Regions from separate parts of the Sus scrofa genome. Here region 2 is linked to region 1. A link is a contact called in public promoter capture Hi-C data. All regions are on one chromosome and are shown on one strand. The core of a region is the stretch at or near the end of the contact, and the rest is flanking DNA. Distances in the headings are between cores, read along the strand shown. Region 1 holds the start of MNT (max-binding protein MNT). Region 2 holds the start of CLUH (clustered mitochondria protein homolog).

The links. Promoter capture Hi-C pulls out the DNA fragments that hold promoters and counts their contacts.
Region 2: a contact with region 1 is called in a promoter capture Hi-C map of fetal liver, with 3 times the contacts expected there. The contact joins the promoter of CLUH here to the promoter of MNT in region 1. A contact is called at or near these places in 2 of 5 promoter capture datasets (fetal liver and liver), 5 of 47 Hi-C or Micro-C datasets (heart right ventricle, liver and skeletal muscle) and 2 of 2 datasets of contacts at active chromatin or transcription factors (alveolar macrophages and skeletal muscle).

What each region holds. Positions count from the first base shown.
Region 1 is chr12:48,483,312-48,491,043 of Sscrofa11.1, reverse strand. It overlaps MNT (max-binding protein MNT), which reads left to right and starts at 4,307. Exons shown (of 6, transcript XM_021067616.1): 1 at 4,307-4,753. The coding sequence starts at 4,681.
Region 2 is chr12:48,758,736-48,766,304 of Sscrofa11.1, reverse strand. It overlaps CLUH (clustered mitochondria protein homolog), which reads left to right and starts at 2,809. Exons shown (of 26, transcript XM_021067625.1): 1 at 2,809-3,161. The coding sequence starts at 3,062. It also overlaps the pseudogene LOC100513176.

The sequences.
Region 1 (7,732 bases), core at 3,058-5,557:
CTTGAGAAGTCAGGCCTAAAGGGTTAGGGCATCTGGGATCTAGTATACCTGTACTTTGGCTTCACACCCCTTTCACACCCCACTTCTGCTTTGTGGGATCAGGGAATTGATCCTCATATAGCTCTTAGAGTTGTGTATAATATGTAGAGCTTTGGTGAAGTGACTGGGAAAGAGTCTCATTAGGGAATGCTACGAGCTCAGCCTATTAAAAAATTGAGGGGGTTGAACTGGACACTGGGGTGCTAGAGAGTTGAAGAGGGAGAATGGAAATAGAAATCCTCTCATGAGAATTACACACACACTGACAGATGGGCCAGTTTTCTTCCTACCCCAGAGGTACTAGTCACTAGAAGCCATAAAGAAACATCAGGAATAACTGTTTGGAAATGGCTGGGCTTTGGACTCTTCCTCAAACATGCTGACTTTAGGCTGAAACATCAAAAAGACTCCCTGGGAGTTCCCGTCGTGGCGCAGTGGTTAACAAATCCGACTAGGAACCATGAGTTTGCGGGTTCGGTCCCTGCCCTTGCTCAGTGGGTTAAGGATCCGGCGTTGCCGTGAGCTGTGGTATAGGTTGCAGACATGGCTCGGATCCCGCGTTGCTGTGGCTCTGGCGTAGGCCAGTGGCTACAGCTCCGATTCGACCCCTAGCCTGGGAACCTCCATATGCCGAGGGAGCGGCCCAAAGAAATAGCAAAAAGACAAAAAAAAAAAAAAAAAGACTCCTTGAATGAATACAACAACTGCAGGTTCTGCCTGAGTCCCACCACTTTAGAACAGTAAGCTAGCTACATTGTGAAACAGCCCTCCTACTCGTTCCTCTCCTTTATCCTCCCCCCTTGCCACCTTACAGGTTTCTCCCGCCCCCACTGTCCATTCCCCAACAGGAGTAACCTTGATTGATGAGGAGCTCTTTGGCCACTTTCAGGCTCCTGTAGGCAACAACAGCCTACAGGAAAAGCCTCCTTTCAAACCGTTGCTTTTGCCTAACATCCCCTGGCTGCTGTCCCCACATGACCCAAATAAACAGATGATCATGTGAAGCCAGGAAGGCAGTTTGTTTTAAATAGCGAGCATCTCCACTAAGCTCTGGAGCAGATGGGCTATTGGGGACAAGGGAGAGATTGGCATGTGGAGTCTGTGTTCACCCCACTTTTATCTCCTGCTTCCCCACCCTTACGGAAAAGCTGTCTTCAGAACACTACTTTTCAGAGGGGTGCCTCTGTGGTGCGACAGAGCTGGTCCCAGACAAATCAGAAAACTTGGACTTCACCCTCTAGAAGAGACTTGAGGGCTATATAAGTGCCATGACCACTTTAGGAATGCAGAAGGATATGGCTGGAGGTAGCTCCCTCTGAGCATCCTGGGCCAATGGACAGACTCGTAGAGGGCTGACCCCTAATTAAATTAGAACTTGGGAGTTCCTGTCATGGCGCAGTGGTTAACGAATCCGACTAGGAACCATGAGGTTGCGGGTTCGATCCCTGTCCTTGCTCAGTGGGTTAAGGATCCGGCGTTGCCGTGAGCTGTGGTGTAGGTGACAGACGCGGCTCGGATTCCGCGTTGCTGTGGGTCTGGCATAGGCCAGCAGCTGCAGCCCCGATTTGACCCCTAGCCTGGGAATCTCCATGTGCCGCAGGAGCGGCCCTAGAAAAGACAAAAAGAAAAAAAGAACTTGATCAACAACATTATTTGATGTTACTGTTATATATGTATTAGACTGTTTATTGCCATATATTTAAAAAATATTTTTAAAACAAAAAAATTTTTGCTTTTTAGGGCTGCACCTCCAGCATATGGAGGTTCCCAGGCTAGGAGTCTAATCAGAGCTATAGCTGCCGGCCTACGCCACAGCCACAGCAATGCAGGATCCGAGCTGCATCTTCGACCTACACCACAGCTCATGGCGATGCCAGATCCTTAACCCACTGAGCAAGGCCACGGATTAAACCCTCAACCTCATGGTTTCTAGGCGGATTCGTTTCCACTGCTCCACGACGGGAACCCCATAAATACATATATATTTTTTAAGGTGCCTTTTAACTTTCCATTTTCTTTGGTTATGTAGTGGGCCAGGCCTAACCACACTGGTAACAGGTGGCAGACACCTTAAAGGAAGCAGTGGCAGGACCAGCAACAGATTTAGCCATCTGAGGAAAAGAGCATTCATCCTGCAGAAAAGAGAAAAACTTCGCTCTTATGCTCTGGTCCCCTGTTGCTTTCCAGCTTCATCATAAACAAAGCCTATGTCACCCAGTCATTTGTGGGTAATGGCCTCTCCGTGTTCTACTGCAGATGTTGGGGCATTAAGTGTGCAAAGATAAGAGCCCTCTGTAGCCTGGTACTGGCAAACAACCCTCTTCCTCCCATTCACTTGGTTCTTGATTTCCAGAATCTGCAGATTTTCTTTCCCTGGGATGCATTATGCCCTCTAAGGAAAGGCACAAAGCCAGCAAGCATCATTTACATCAGCTTTCCATGTGTCTAGCTCTCCTCTAGCTAGTCCGCCTCAAAAGGAAAGTAAGCCTCTAAGGGCACAGTGGGGATGGCATGGGATGGATTGACAGGATGATCTGCCACTCAGCCAACCTCACAAAGGTTTGCTTTCTGGCTTCATATGATTGTAACATCTAGGCCACAAGATCCTGAGCCCAACTGCCACTGTCCTACTTTATTAGAACTGATTAGCAAAGAAAGGAATCTGGGGGCCAAGACCCAGGTGCCTGAGGCCTGTGGGCATTGGGACAGCAGAGCTGGACCTGCTCCAAGGTGCTCCAACTATGCCTTCAGCCTGTGCCTGTCACTGCCAACTGTACCAATGGGGTTTGTGTTGCCTCCACCAAAGAAACAGCGCGGCAGGGTTTCAGGTGAAGATTTTTGGTGCCCCCGCCATCACAATACGTTAAGTGGTCAGATCCCCCCCTTTCCGTGTGAGCAGTTTGATACTCCTCCATGACTTTTTTTTCTAGTTGTGGGCCTTGCCCCAGAACTGCCTTCAAAAGAGTCATCATCCATGGGGTCAGGTATAAATGCTCCAATGGGGAAAGGAGCAACTGGAATATTGAGTGACCGCAGAAAAATCCTTTCTGGTCTTCAGTTTCCTTATCTGCAAAGTTTAAGAATTTGGGTAAACGGACCAAATTCTGTTTGTACCCCAAACGCCTCCAAACTCTACCGCAAGAAGCCGCCAGAGGAAGCGCCAGGCCAGGGGTCTTACCCCGCCCGCGAGAGCGATAGTGGCCGGGCGGGTGGCCCCGCCCCCGCTCCCGCCTTGGTTGCCCAGCCACTGGGAGGGCCGAGCTTCCGCCCTCCACGTTGTTGTTCCCGATTTGCGCCACGCCCCCTCGGTCTGGGCTTTGGACACCTAGCCTAATTTGCCCTCGGTCCGGCCCCAGAGCAAAGGGCGACTTCTGGGGTGGCACATTTGGAGTTTCCGCCCGCCTCAGAGGCGCGTGGACAAAGGCAAGAGTTTATAGGAAGGAAAGGGAGACACTTTGTTTTGGAGGGAGGATAGTGAAAAGTAAAGAGTAGATCAGGTCACAACTGCACAATTTCCCTTTCGGAGTCCCACCCTTCACACAGCGTCCCCATCCGCACCCGCGAATGTGACCCTGCTAGACACTGGCCCTTTAAACAGAAGGCTGGCGGCGCGGGGTGTCCATGTGGAGCTGCTCCATGCCGTGTTGTCCTGCCCGCCCATTGGCCCGCGGCCCGGTGACGTCGCCTAATAGGATGCGAACGCACTGCGGGGGGAGGAACGGAGACAAAACGCGGAACAGGATCGCCACTCCGCTCCCTCTGCCAGTTCTCTGGCAGCCTCCTGCCGTCAGCTCCGCCCAGGGGCGGATCCCGGGGGAATTGCGACAGCCTGGTGGTTGCGGGAATTAGGTCACGTGTGGACCCAGGGTTCGGGCCAGTCTCTACCAGCCTAAGGTTTCCTTGACCTGGAATATCCTTATTTGAACTAACTCGAGTCTTGAGTTTTCCACCCTTCCTTCCCTCCAGCAGGATAATTTTAGTTGTGAATGACACAAACATGCAGCCCTTGCTAAACTTGTGGCTTGCAATCGGGGCGGGGGGAGGCGGGAAAGCGGAAATGCAGGGCGCGAACCCGGCTGGAGCTTCTCCCACCCCACCCAGGCCACGTGTGCGCTCGCCGTCTTGAGTGGGCGGGGCCAGCCTGCCCGGGACCACGCCCCTCCCTTCGTGAGAAGCCGCGGCCCTGCGGGCGGGGGCTCCGGTCCGGGCTTTGGCTGCGGCCCCGGTGTAGTAGCGGGGGCGGCGGCCGGGGGCAGCGCGGCTCCTTCCCTTGTTGTGTGTGTCGGTGCCTCCTCGCCATCTTGTTGCAAAGCCTTTTCTTGTCGGCGGGACTCCTGGGGGCCGCGGGGCGGGAGGCATTGGAAGGGAGGAAGAGTGGGAGGGGAAGGAGTGAGGCAGTGCCGCCTTATTTTTTTTGCATCAATATATTTAAATTTGCAAATTACATTTTGCAAATATTTGGGGAGACATTGGTTTTTCTCCCTGTGCTTCCCCGTTCTTCCCTGCGGAGTGCGCTGCGCCGCCCAGCCCTGTCGCCCCCCGGAGGTGATCCCTCCCTCCTGCCTGCCCGCCAGCCTGACCTGTGCTCGACTCGCGGGCCGCAGTCTCGGCCCCGGCGCGCCCCCGGCAGCTCTCGGCGCGATGAGCATAGAGACGCTACTGGAGGCGGCCCGCTTCCTGGAATGGCAAGCGCAGCAACAACAGAGAGCACGTGGTGAGCGGCCGGGCTGGGCCCCTAGGGCAGCGGGGAAGGGGAGGCGAGCGACCCTGGTACCCGAGCCCACCCGAAACCGCGGGCGGAACCCTCTCCCAGGCGGCTCGCGAAGCCGGGCATTGCAAGGCTCCGCGGAAGAACCGGCACCGGAGGAAGAGTGTTGTGGGCAGTGAAATTAATTAATGAATTCGTTAACATGCAGCGGGGGACCCGGCTCCTGTGGGCGCCACCCCAGCTGCCTACCACCACTTGTGCACCTTTCGTGAGGGGCTCCTTTCGCGTGGGCCAGCAGCGCCCTCGGTAGGGCTGAGGATGTGCGAGCCGGGGGGTGGGGTGAAGAATGGTGTTGCGTGGGGGTGGCAGACCCGCGGGCGTGTGCGTGTGTGCACAGGGGATGTGTGATGCGAGCCTCGATGAGAGCGGATGAACGGACGTTTACACGGGTGAGTGTCTAGTGCACACGAGTGGGCGTGTGTGTAACGGAGTGGGGGGTGGAATTACTCTACGCGAAGCAGCTCCCCGGCTTCCCTAGTCTTGTGGGGTGGGTGCGGGGGGCGCTCCTGGCAGATCTTACTCGCCGCTTGGGGCGGAGGCGGCCTTTGCAGAATGAAAATGACATCGCGTGTCTTATGATCCTGGCCAGCCCCGCCTGACCCCGCCTCCCACAACTGGGCTGGGTCGCGCGTCAGGGGTTTGGGTGAGAGCCGGGCTGATTAGTGCATCGGTGAAACGGCCCGAAGGTCGCCGGGGGCAGACCCGGGGCCCCCCTTGCTGCGCCCCACTTTAGCCGGTGTGGAATGTGGCGTGTCTGCGCCTTCTAAACCCGCTCTCGGCTGGAATGTTGCGTGTGCCTGCGTTCTAAGCCCGTTGGTTACACCGGGTGGTGACGTGGACAGGGCCCGCCCCCGACCACGTGCACCGGGGACACTCCCGCTGGGGACTGCGCGGCCCTGCCCCTCCCTGCTGCCTCGCGCTCGGCCGGGGGCGGAGCCTGGGCGGGGCTGGCTAGGGGCCTTCCGCCGGGTTGGGCCCGGGCTCTGGCCCCCGGGCATCTCCCCGGGAGAGTCTGCCCTACGAGGGAGGAGCTGAGCTCACCTGTAGGTTCTCACCCCAACCTCCAATTTTTGGTCCTGGGGCGAGGGAAATCCTCAGAATAGCCAAGCGTTGGGATATATAGAGCTTACATACTCCCACTGACCCCTCCAGACATTCTTATCAGGACCCGGTCAGCACCGCTGACCAGTGTGGAATAAGCCAGGCTGAGAACCGGCAAACTTTGGCGCTCTCTCGACAGGGCCGAGCTGGAGATTTCAGATGCCCCCTCTCCCCACGCGCTCTGTTGGTGGTCCCCAGGTGCTACAGAAGTAGGGACTGAGGAAAGACCTCGGTTTTCCGGACTGCTGCGAGGGCCGCAACCCTGGATCCGGGTGTGTGTGCAGTATCCGGGGGCTGTTGTTTCCTCCAACCCTTACCCCCGCCCTTCGGCCGGGTTGGTTGTGGTGGAGAGAGTGCGTCGCCCTCCTTTCCTTTCTCTCTGCCTATTGTTGCTTCAATGATGAGTCATGCAGGAGGTAGTAGTGTGTGTTGTGTGCGCGCAGGCGCGCGCCTGCAGTGTGTACCGCCGTCGCGGCGGGCGGGGGAGTGGCCGCGAACCAGGGGCGGGGGAGGGACGGGTCTGAGGGCCTGGTCGGGTAGACCAGCCTTTCAAGGTCAGGAGTCACTCGAGATACGTGAGAGCGAGAATGCTTAGGTTTTCGAACTGATGGGCCGGGGCATCAGCTCATGCGCCCCTCCTTCCCCCTTGTCTTTGGGGTCCAGAGCAGGGTCAGTTGGTGGACAGTGCAGGTGGTGAGAACATTCTGCTTGCAGGAGCAGTGGCACGGGGAGGAGCCTGCACAGATTTGGAGAGACTGAGTCATCTGCTGCCACCATCAACACAATGCAATTCAGAAGTGCCTATTGTGTCCCCACTGGGAACTGCCCCCTGTGCTAGAGGCAGCAGTACTGAGCCTACTGTTGCCCCAAGGGAAACTCACTTTCACCTTCACTTTAGCCTCAGGCTAGTTGGCCCTGCGAGGGGAGGGAAGGCGGCCCTCACTGTCAAGTCTACCACCCTTTCCCGGATAAGTCTGTCCAGACTGACAGTAGGAACCCCAGGGATGACGTGTGCAACACTTGAACCTGAGAATGGCTCTCTCCCAAGACGGGTTAGAGCCCTGCTCCCCCCTCATCCCTGTGTTGAGAACAGAGGGCAGGGAGCTGATCTGAGTGACAGTGCTGCTTGATACTTAATGTGCCACAAGGGAATTCCCTAAGTTGAGGCTTCTTGGTGGTGGGGCAGGAGGTCTGAGGGGATGGATGGATGGATGCTGGAAAGCCAGATTTTTTCCAGAAAGTCATGCTACAGATAGTAGACCTGGCTGCAGCAGCTTAATCTCCGGAATTCATTTTTTTTCTCCTCCTTGAGGTTCTGTCCTATAACTTGGGTGGGAAGAATGGGAGAGAAAGGGGTGCTGGTGAGCCTGTGGACCAGCACTGCTTTCTGGGAGTGTGTACCCCATGCACAGCCCTGAACAGGGATCCTCCCGTCCTCAAGCCTCAAGCAACAGTTTCCTGACCTAGACCAGCCAGGTGCTCACATGATGAGCCCGTGGATGTGTGTGCATGTGCGCTGTATGTGCAAGAGGGGAGAGGAAAGGGCAAGGCCATCCTGGTGGCCAGCGGGAGGGCCTGGTCACCTCTAGCAGGCACGGAGGTGGCTCGAATGTGACCCCCTTCTACCTGAGCTAATCACACCTTGGGTCTGCCTCGTGCACCAAGATCCCTGTTAGCATGTAGAAGGGGAGAACTCTCCTGAACGTTGGGAGCCACCTGGTATAGACTCCTCTGACCCCAGCTCTGTGCCTGCTGAGCCCCTGGGCCACAGTGGCTTGGGGGGAAGCTCAGTGTCCATACTCTCCATTGTGGGATGGAGTCTTG
Region 2 (7,569 bases), core at 1,560-4,059, 280 kb before region 1:
TGGCACCTGCTATATGTTCTCTAGACCTTTTAGAACACAGGGAATTTTTCCTATGGAAACATACATGTGAAATCTACAAGAAAGGTGATGTTTTATTTTATTTATTTTGTCTTTTTGCCTTTTCTAGGGCTGCTTCCCTCGGCATATGGAGGTTCCCAGGCTAGGGGTCGAATGGAGCTATAGCCACCGGCCGACGCCACAGCCACAGCAACGCAGGATCCGAGCCACATCTGTGACCTACACCACAGCTCACGGCAACGTCGGATCCTTAACCCACTGAGTGAGGTTGGGGATCGAACCCGAAACCTCATGGTGCCTGGTTGGATTCGCCATGACGGGAAATGCCAAGAAAGGTGATATCTTAGACATCATGGGAATAGGCACTGTTCAAAAAGTAAGGCCCCACAAATGTTAGCCATGGCAAAACCGGAAGAGTCTACAGTGTTCCCTAGCATACTGTGGCATTGCTGTAAACAAACAAGTTAAGAGCAAGGTTTTTTGGAAAGAGACTTAGTGTGTATATTGAGCATATTAAGCACTCTAAGATAGCTTCCTGAAACATGTGAAGGAAAATGATCAGGAAGAGAAGGAAGCCAAAAAGAAAGGTAGTTGGATTCAACCAAAGCACTCGCTTGCTCCACCCAGAGAAATACACTGAGAACCAATGGAAAGAAGCCTGAGCTGCTGGAACCCATTCCCTATGAATTCATGGCACGATAGATGTAAAGAAAATAAAAGACCTGGACTGTACCAATAAATAAATGAGTGAATAAATTCCCGGGGTCTCTCATTCTGTGTTTTCCCCCATGATTCTTCTGACTTGTACATTAAAATCCTTCTGACCCTTCAAAGCTTCAGAGCAGTCTCTTCTGAGAAGCCCTCCCTGACTGCCTCCCCTGCTCAGTCGGAGCTGCCTTCTTTAAAGGCTTTTATTCTGCAGCCTGAGACATGTGATGGCAGGGCGTATCTCTCTTCATCCACCAGATTGAAACTTCTCCTGGCAGGGACTAAGTGTTTCATCTCTGATCTTCCTGCAGCACTAAGTTCCTGCAAGCTTCCCTTGAAAGAGTGAATCACCCAGTGTTTTACACTATCTACACTGCTTTGATGACTACTATCTGCACCCCACCGCTAGGTGAGAGGCTAGACAGATGGGTGTTTTTATTTGACAGAGAAAGCTCCTGAGATTCAGAGGCGTGAAAGTCAAGTGACTTGCTCAAGGTTACAAAAAAGAAACAAAGTGGAGGTTGCAGAATGCAGATTTCCAGTCCAGCTGTGTTAGGTTCATGCACCACCTAACTGCTCGCCCTCCATGTGGTGGGTAGTCAGGTCTTGCTTTTATTTCTAGCCTTCTTGTGCAATAGTCCAAACTCATCGAGCCCTGGTTTAGCTCTGTCCCTGCCAGAACATTTCTCACCTCTCTTCTTCCTGCTTAGATGCTTAAAGCTTTTCACTGGCTCCCTGTCCCATCACCTGTACTCCAGGGCAAAGTCCACTTTCCTGTGCAATTTTTTTGTTTTAACGGCTGCACCTGGGGCATATGGACGTTCCCCAGACCAGGGATTGAATCTGAGCTACAGCTGCACCCTACACCACAGCTGCAGAAACTCCAGATCCTTTAACCCACTGGGCTGAGCGAGAGGGATTGGTGCCCAAGCCTCCACAGCAGCCAGAGCCACTGCGGTGAGATTCTGTGCCATGGTGGGCATTCCTCTTTTGCAGTTTTTATGAGAACCTAAGCCTACCTCAGGCCACCTCTGCAGCTTCAGCTTCTCGATTCTTACTAGTTCCTGGAATATGCCTTAAATGCTTCCCCATGGCTTCCTGGGCCTGCGCAAGGAAGACCCTCCTATTCCCTTAGCATAGAGAACTTCAGCTCCCTGGCAAGACCCGGTAAGGAGTTCCCATCATGGCGCAGTGGTTAACGAATCCAACTAGGAACCATGAGGTTGTGGGTTCAATCCCTGCCCTTGCTCAGCGGGTTAAGGATCCGGCATTGCCGTAAGCTGTGGTGTAGGTCACAGATGCAGCTCGGATCTGGCGTGGCTGTGGCATAGGCCAGAGGCTACAGCTCCAATTAGAGCCCTAGCCTGGGAACCTCCATATGCTGTGGGTGCGACACTAGAAAAAGACAAAAAAAAAAAAAAACCTGGTAAAATGTCACCTGGTCAGCATGCTGACTTCACTTCTCAGTCTCTACCAGGCCACAATCATGTGAAAACATGAACTACTGTACAGTGTCCAGTCTGTAGACTTAGCCCGGCCCAGCTAAATCCTCGCTCTCTGTGTGACCTTGGTCTTCCCTGCCTCCACTCTAAAGTGGGGATAATGCACCGGCCTGAAAGAAGTGAGGACTCGTCTGGAGCGGGGTGTAGAGGCCGCTGGCAGAAAGGAGGCCGTGGTGGCTCAGGACAAAGTTTGTTCGTCCATCTCGGACACTCCATCCCTATTAACCACCTGCCACCCCTGCCTCTAGTGACCAGAAACTAGGCTACCCTCCACCCCCTCTTCAAGAAGCTAGACGCACCCTAGCCCCACCCCTTTGGGGGGAAATGGCAAGCTTGTAGAGAAGGGCGCTGAGGGTAACGTGAACACCACAGATTAGGGACCGCGTGGTCATTTGGCAGCTTTGCAATAGGAAGCCCTTGGGGGAGGGGTCGGTAAGCAGGAACAGTCCTAAAGCAGTCCCCACCCAAGGTCAAAGCGCCCGCCCGACGGGTGGCAACCCGCAAGGACGTCTCTCTGTAGCTCCGCCCCTCGAGGGGGAGCGAAGCCTCTCTCTTGCCCGGGCCACGGTACGTTCCCTTTAAGACGTTCGGGAAAGGCGCCGCGTTGGTAGACGGCGAACAAGGCGCGGTGTATTTCGGCCCTCGCCGGCCTCCGTGGGCCGGGCCGGGCGCGAAGGCGGGACAGAGGCGCGGCGGTGGGGTCAAAGGCCACACGCGCACCACGTGGGCCGGTGACTCCGTCCTTCCCGCAGCGGCAGCGGCGCGCAGGGCACTTGGGTTAGTGGCGCGGCGGGCGGCGCGGACAGCCAAGCCGGACGCCCGCTCCCGCCGCCATGGTCATCAAAACGGACGAGTTACCGGCGGCCGCCCCGGCCGACAGCGCCCGGGAGCCCAGCTCGCAGGCCGGTGGCAAGGGGCGGCCAGGCGCGGCTGGTGAGCAGGGCTGGGGCCAGGGGGCAGCTGGGCGGGAGGCTGGACTGGGCCGAGCTGGCGGGTGGGTCCGGCGTTGCGCGGGGACCGCCGCCTTCCTTCCGCGCCTGGCCGGGTTGCATCTCGCCGGGCCCTGCACCGGGTGCCCCTGCCCTGAAGGTCACCTTCACTGTCGCCCCCGGCTGCGGCCCGGGCTTCGCACGTGGGGTCCCGGGGAGAACAGCGGCGGCGAGCATACGCGCGACTCACCGCGGGGACACGTGCGCGCACACGCGGTTTCGGGGTGCGCCGCCGAGGCAGGCGGACCAACTCGGCGGCCCCACCCCCTCCGCGCCTGGGCATGGGGAACTCTTCCCGCTGGGGTCACTTGACAACTTGCTCCGTCAGGCACCCACTTCGCGTCAGGATCGCAAACATTCCCTGGGCACAAGACTGCAGCTTTGCCAGTTAGAGTCAGCTTGGGACTTCTCAGGCTTGGTCTTTGGGAAGAGCGGGAGTTGGGGTGTGTGTTTAGTAAGGGAGCTTCTGTGATTCGTTGTCAGACGAAACAAGGCGTTAAGCCCAGATCTGCAGGATCTGATCGCGGTCCTGTTAGGAGTCTGCCTAGTAGGAAGACGGGGGCCGGGGCGCGGGGGGCGGGGGTTCTGCCTGTGTGTGGGGGCAAAGCCAAACTCCTTGGCAGGAGGTGGTGTTTGTGCCAGAACTTGATCATTAACTCACCTTATTGCGAAAAGTGGGTCAGCCCAGAGTTGCTGTTTTTAAGGCAAAGGTCAGCAGCGTGGAGTTGAGCTCCCTGCTTTCCACCATGGGGGGTATGTGGCATTGGCTTTGGGAGTGGCTGCAGCTTTTCTCGGGTGGGGCCTGCCTCTTCGTTTCTCCTGAGGCTCCTCTCTTCTCTCTATTCCTTCCATCACATCTCTGGTTCCAGCCTTGAGACTGGAAGCCCCTTCCCAGCCCCTGGGTTGTCATCTCCAAATCCTCCTCAGAGCCCCAGGGCTGGGTTGTGTCCCTCTCTGCCCTGGGTGACAGTGTGGGAGTGCAGAAATACCCCTGCCTCCGACTCCCTGTATCTCTCCTCAAAAGGGGCTTGTCGTCTTCATGTCCCTTCCCAGCTTGGGTGAGTCAGGACAGTGTTAGGGGGGCTCTAAGACCCTCTAGCTGATCACAGCCGGGTTACTGGTGGTGGGGGATAGGTCCTGTGGCAGTTTTGCTGATTGCCTAGAGAAGGCCAAGGTTTTGGGCAGAATGACAAATGTGGATGACTCCAGCCTGCCAGGCTTCACCCAGATGAGACTCTGAATCAGTGGTGCAGGCTAGATAAGAGGATGATTTCCCCTCTAGCAAAGAGACTGGAAGAGATGAAGCGACTTGCCCAAGGTCACACAGCAATTTAGCATTTGGATTTCTAGCTCACAGCCAGACTGCCAAGGCTGCCCCGGCCTGTCTCACCCGGAGCTGGGCGAGGCATGTTGGCTGGGATCATATACCGAGAACATAACGGCTAAAGAAGGGGGCAGAGGGTGTTGGAGGATTTCTCTGAGGGGCTCTGTCTGGGGCAGTGTGGGTTAGGAGGGGATACAGCTGTTCATTTTGGGGAAACTGGCAGCATACTAACTAGCAGGTGGAGCATTGGCTCCCTAAGTCTCTGGGAACCTAGTACAGAGGTAGGACTTGCATCAGAGCCGACAGACCATGTTAAAAGGAGGAGGGGACTTAATGGAGATCCCCAGAGGCCCTCAGCCCGGCTTCTTGACCTCAGAACCTAGCTCCGGACGATCTCTAGTCCCTCGGAGGAGGTGATCAAGGCTTTTGGCGGGGGAGACATAGGATCAGTTACTTTTTTGGGGATAAAGCTGCATTTAGGGGTTAAGAGAACGGGCAGGTTTTTCAAGTTCATGGTGGTATGTTGAGTTCCTTCTGCCTAGGGTCAGGCTCCTTGGAGTTGAGGCCCAGAGCAGCGGGGGAGAGGGCCGGCAGACTGGAGGGGAGCTTGCGTGCTTCGGGGAGCTCCTGGACAGAGCCCTCATAGCTCTCCTGGGAAGGTCTGAGCAGAGCAGCTCAGGGAACACTGGACCCTCCCCAAACCCTGCAGACCTGCTTCTGGCCCCTGGTGGGGATGGGAAGGAGGCAGACAGCTGCATTCTGGGGGTCTTCTTTAGGATGCCTCCTCCCCTCTGCCCCCTTTTCCCTTGAAGCCCCAGGTTTCTGAGCTGGGGTGATATGCCTTCTGAGGCTTTACTTCCTGCTGGAGCCTCACCTGCTGAGGTTTTGTAGGGGCGGGGCCTGGCCCTGGCACAGTCTACTGAGTGAGGCATGCCAGGCTGGGGAACGTGCAAGGCACCTGGGCTGCCTGTGTTTCCTCTCTGACTCCTTTCTGCTGCCTGTGGGGTCCCTTTGCTCCCAGGATGAGGCAGGGCTCTTCATCCAGTGAAGACTGGGAGGTGGGGCATATGCCATGCTGTTGGGGTGACCCCTTCCTTGTTCTGTGGAGGTTCTCCTTTCCCTCTCCCTGAAGCCCAGCTCCTCAGAGATGCCCCCTGGGGTAAGAGAAGGGGTGCCATCCCAGGGGTGTAGAGGCTTGGGGGTGTAGAGGAAGGGGGGGCTGTTTACCTGGTGGGTGCTTCAGCCTGGGGAGTGGCACTCAGAGCCCTGCGCTTGGGCAACTGATGAATGTGTTTTTTTCTTGACCTGGCTTGGTTGCCTTTTGCCTCTGTGACCTTGGGCAGCTTGCTTACTAACTTTCTGGAGCCTCAGTTTCCTCAAGTGAGAGGGTCTCTTCAAGCCGACGGAGGGGTCTGCTGTGGGCTCGGCCTAGATGAACGTTGGCTTTGTGGTAACCAGGATGCCCGTGGTTATAGCAGCTACTCCGGGGTCATTGCCAGGCAGATCTGCCCCACTGCCAGGCAAATCTGCCCCACCCTCGCCTCCAGAGGGTGGGAGTGTGTTTGGGGAGCCCAGTGGGAGAAGAGGGGCTCTGGGCCTTGGTACCACTGCTGAGTGTGCGCAGGCTAGAACCTGTGCTTGGGGGCTGCAGGGGGTTGAGAGCCTGCTGGGTGCCAGCCCTTCAGGGCTGCTGGGACGGGGCTGGACAGGAGGTGGGGCTGCCTAGAGGAAGCCTGGCTCCCCGCCCCCGCCCTGGTTAGTATGGATGCCGGAGCAGTTCTGCCTGGGCCCTGGCAACAAGTCAGAGGCCCTGGGAAGGCGCCCTGGCGAGGCTGGGCATGTTTCTTCTCCACAGCCGCACGCACGGCCTTTGGCCTCTTGCTGCCAGCTCTGTTTCCCCAGGGGAGAGACTTGGTTTTCTCTTGGCAGCGCGGGGGCTGCTGGGAAGGGGAGCCAGAGCCTGCCAGCTTCTTGGTGGAGCAGGAGGCCTGAGGCACGGGTGCAGTTGTCCTCTGGGAGTCAGGGGACCCATCCCCCCTCCCACCAGAACTAGTGCCTCTCAGGAAGGGAAGGGCTGCCAGGTCACCTGCAGGGGGCAGCACGAGCCAGAGGCCCCCGGCCAGCCACTGGACCCAGTAGGCGGGCGGGGTGCTCGGTGCAGCTGGTGGACCGGGGGTAGCCACTTCATGGCCTGGGCCTGGGTCTGCGCCAGCTGTTGCCGGCAGCTGGCTGAAGTGGTCCTGCCCACCCCTAGTGGGGTTGGGGCTGAGGAAAGGACCCCCTTGCTGGGACCTGTCCCCTCAATCCTGAGGGGCCCAGGTACCCCAAACGCTGAGTCCTCCTGCCCCCCTAGCAGCTTCACCAGCAGTGACCCCCTTTTGGAGGCATGCAGGAAGGTGGGCCTGAGCACTGGTGGCACTTCCACCTGGGGTCCTGGAGCCACCGAAGCTTCCTGGCCGGCGACCGTCCTTCTGGCCGACCTTGAGCAGGATGCAAGGCAGGGGGAGTGTGCCCTTCCCAGGGCCGCCCCAGCAGGCCTGGCCCCACTGAAACCCGAAGCCAGCTGGATCTCCAGCTCTGGGCCGACCAGCTGCATGGGGGCAAGGGTAGAGACAGAGGCTGGAACGAGGGGCACAGGCAGTGCTGGGCCTGAGCCGGAGACCTGGCCGCTTCGCTGCCATGGAGGTCCCATGACTTCAGAACCCAGGAGAGGGCAGCCACCGACCACACCAGGTGGGCTGTTGGGGGAGTGAGCCAGGTGGCTGGCCTCTTGAGGGGGGACCTTCACAGTCCTTTGGAGGAGAGAGGAGGGGCAGAGCGGGCTGTCCTAGGGGAGTGGCAGCCCCCTATATTCCTTCGAAATCTGATAGAGGATTGGGTACCCTGGGGCAGGAATCTGGTGCCGAGGTGCCTTCTGGGCAGGCTTTCTGGGCTAGGGACGGGGGGAGGGGGAGCTTGCGCCACTGGTCCCCTCCTCTCTGTCCCTGCCCAGACTCAGGGAGGCCAGGGCACCTGTCCGGGTCCAGGT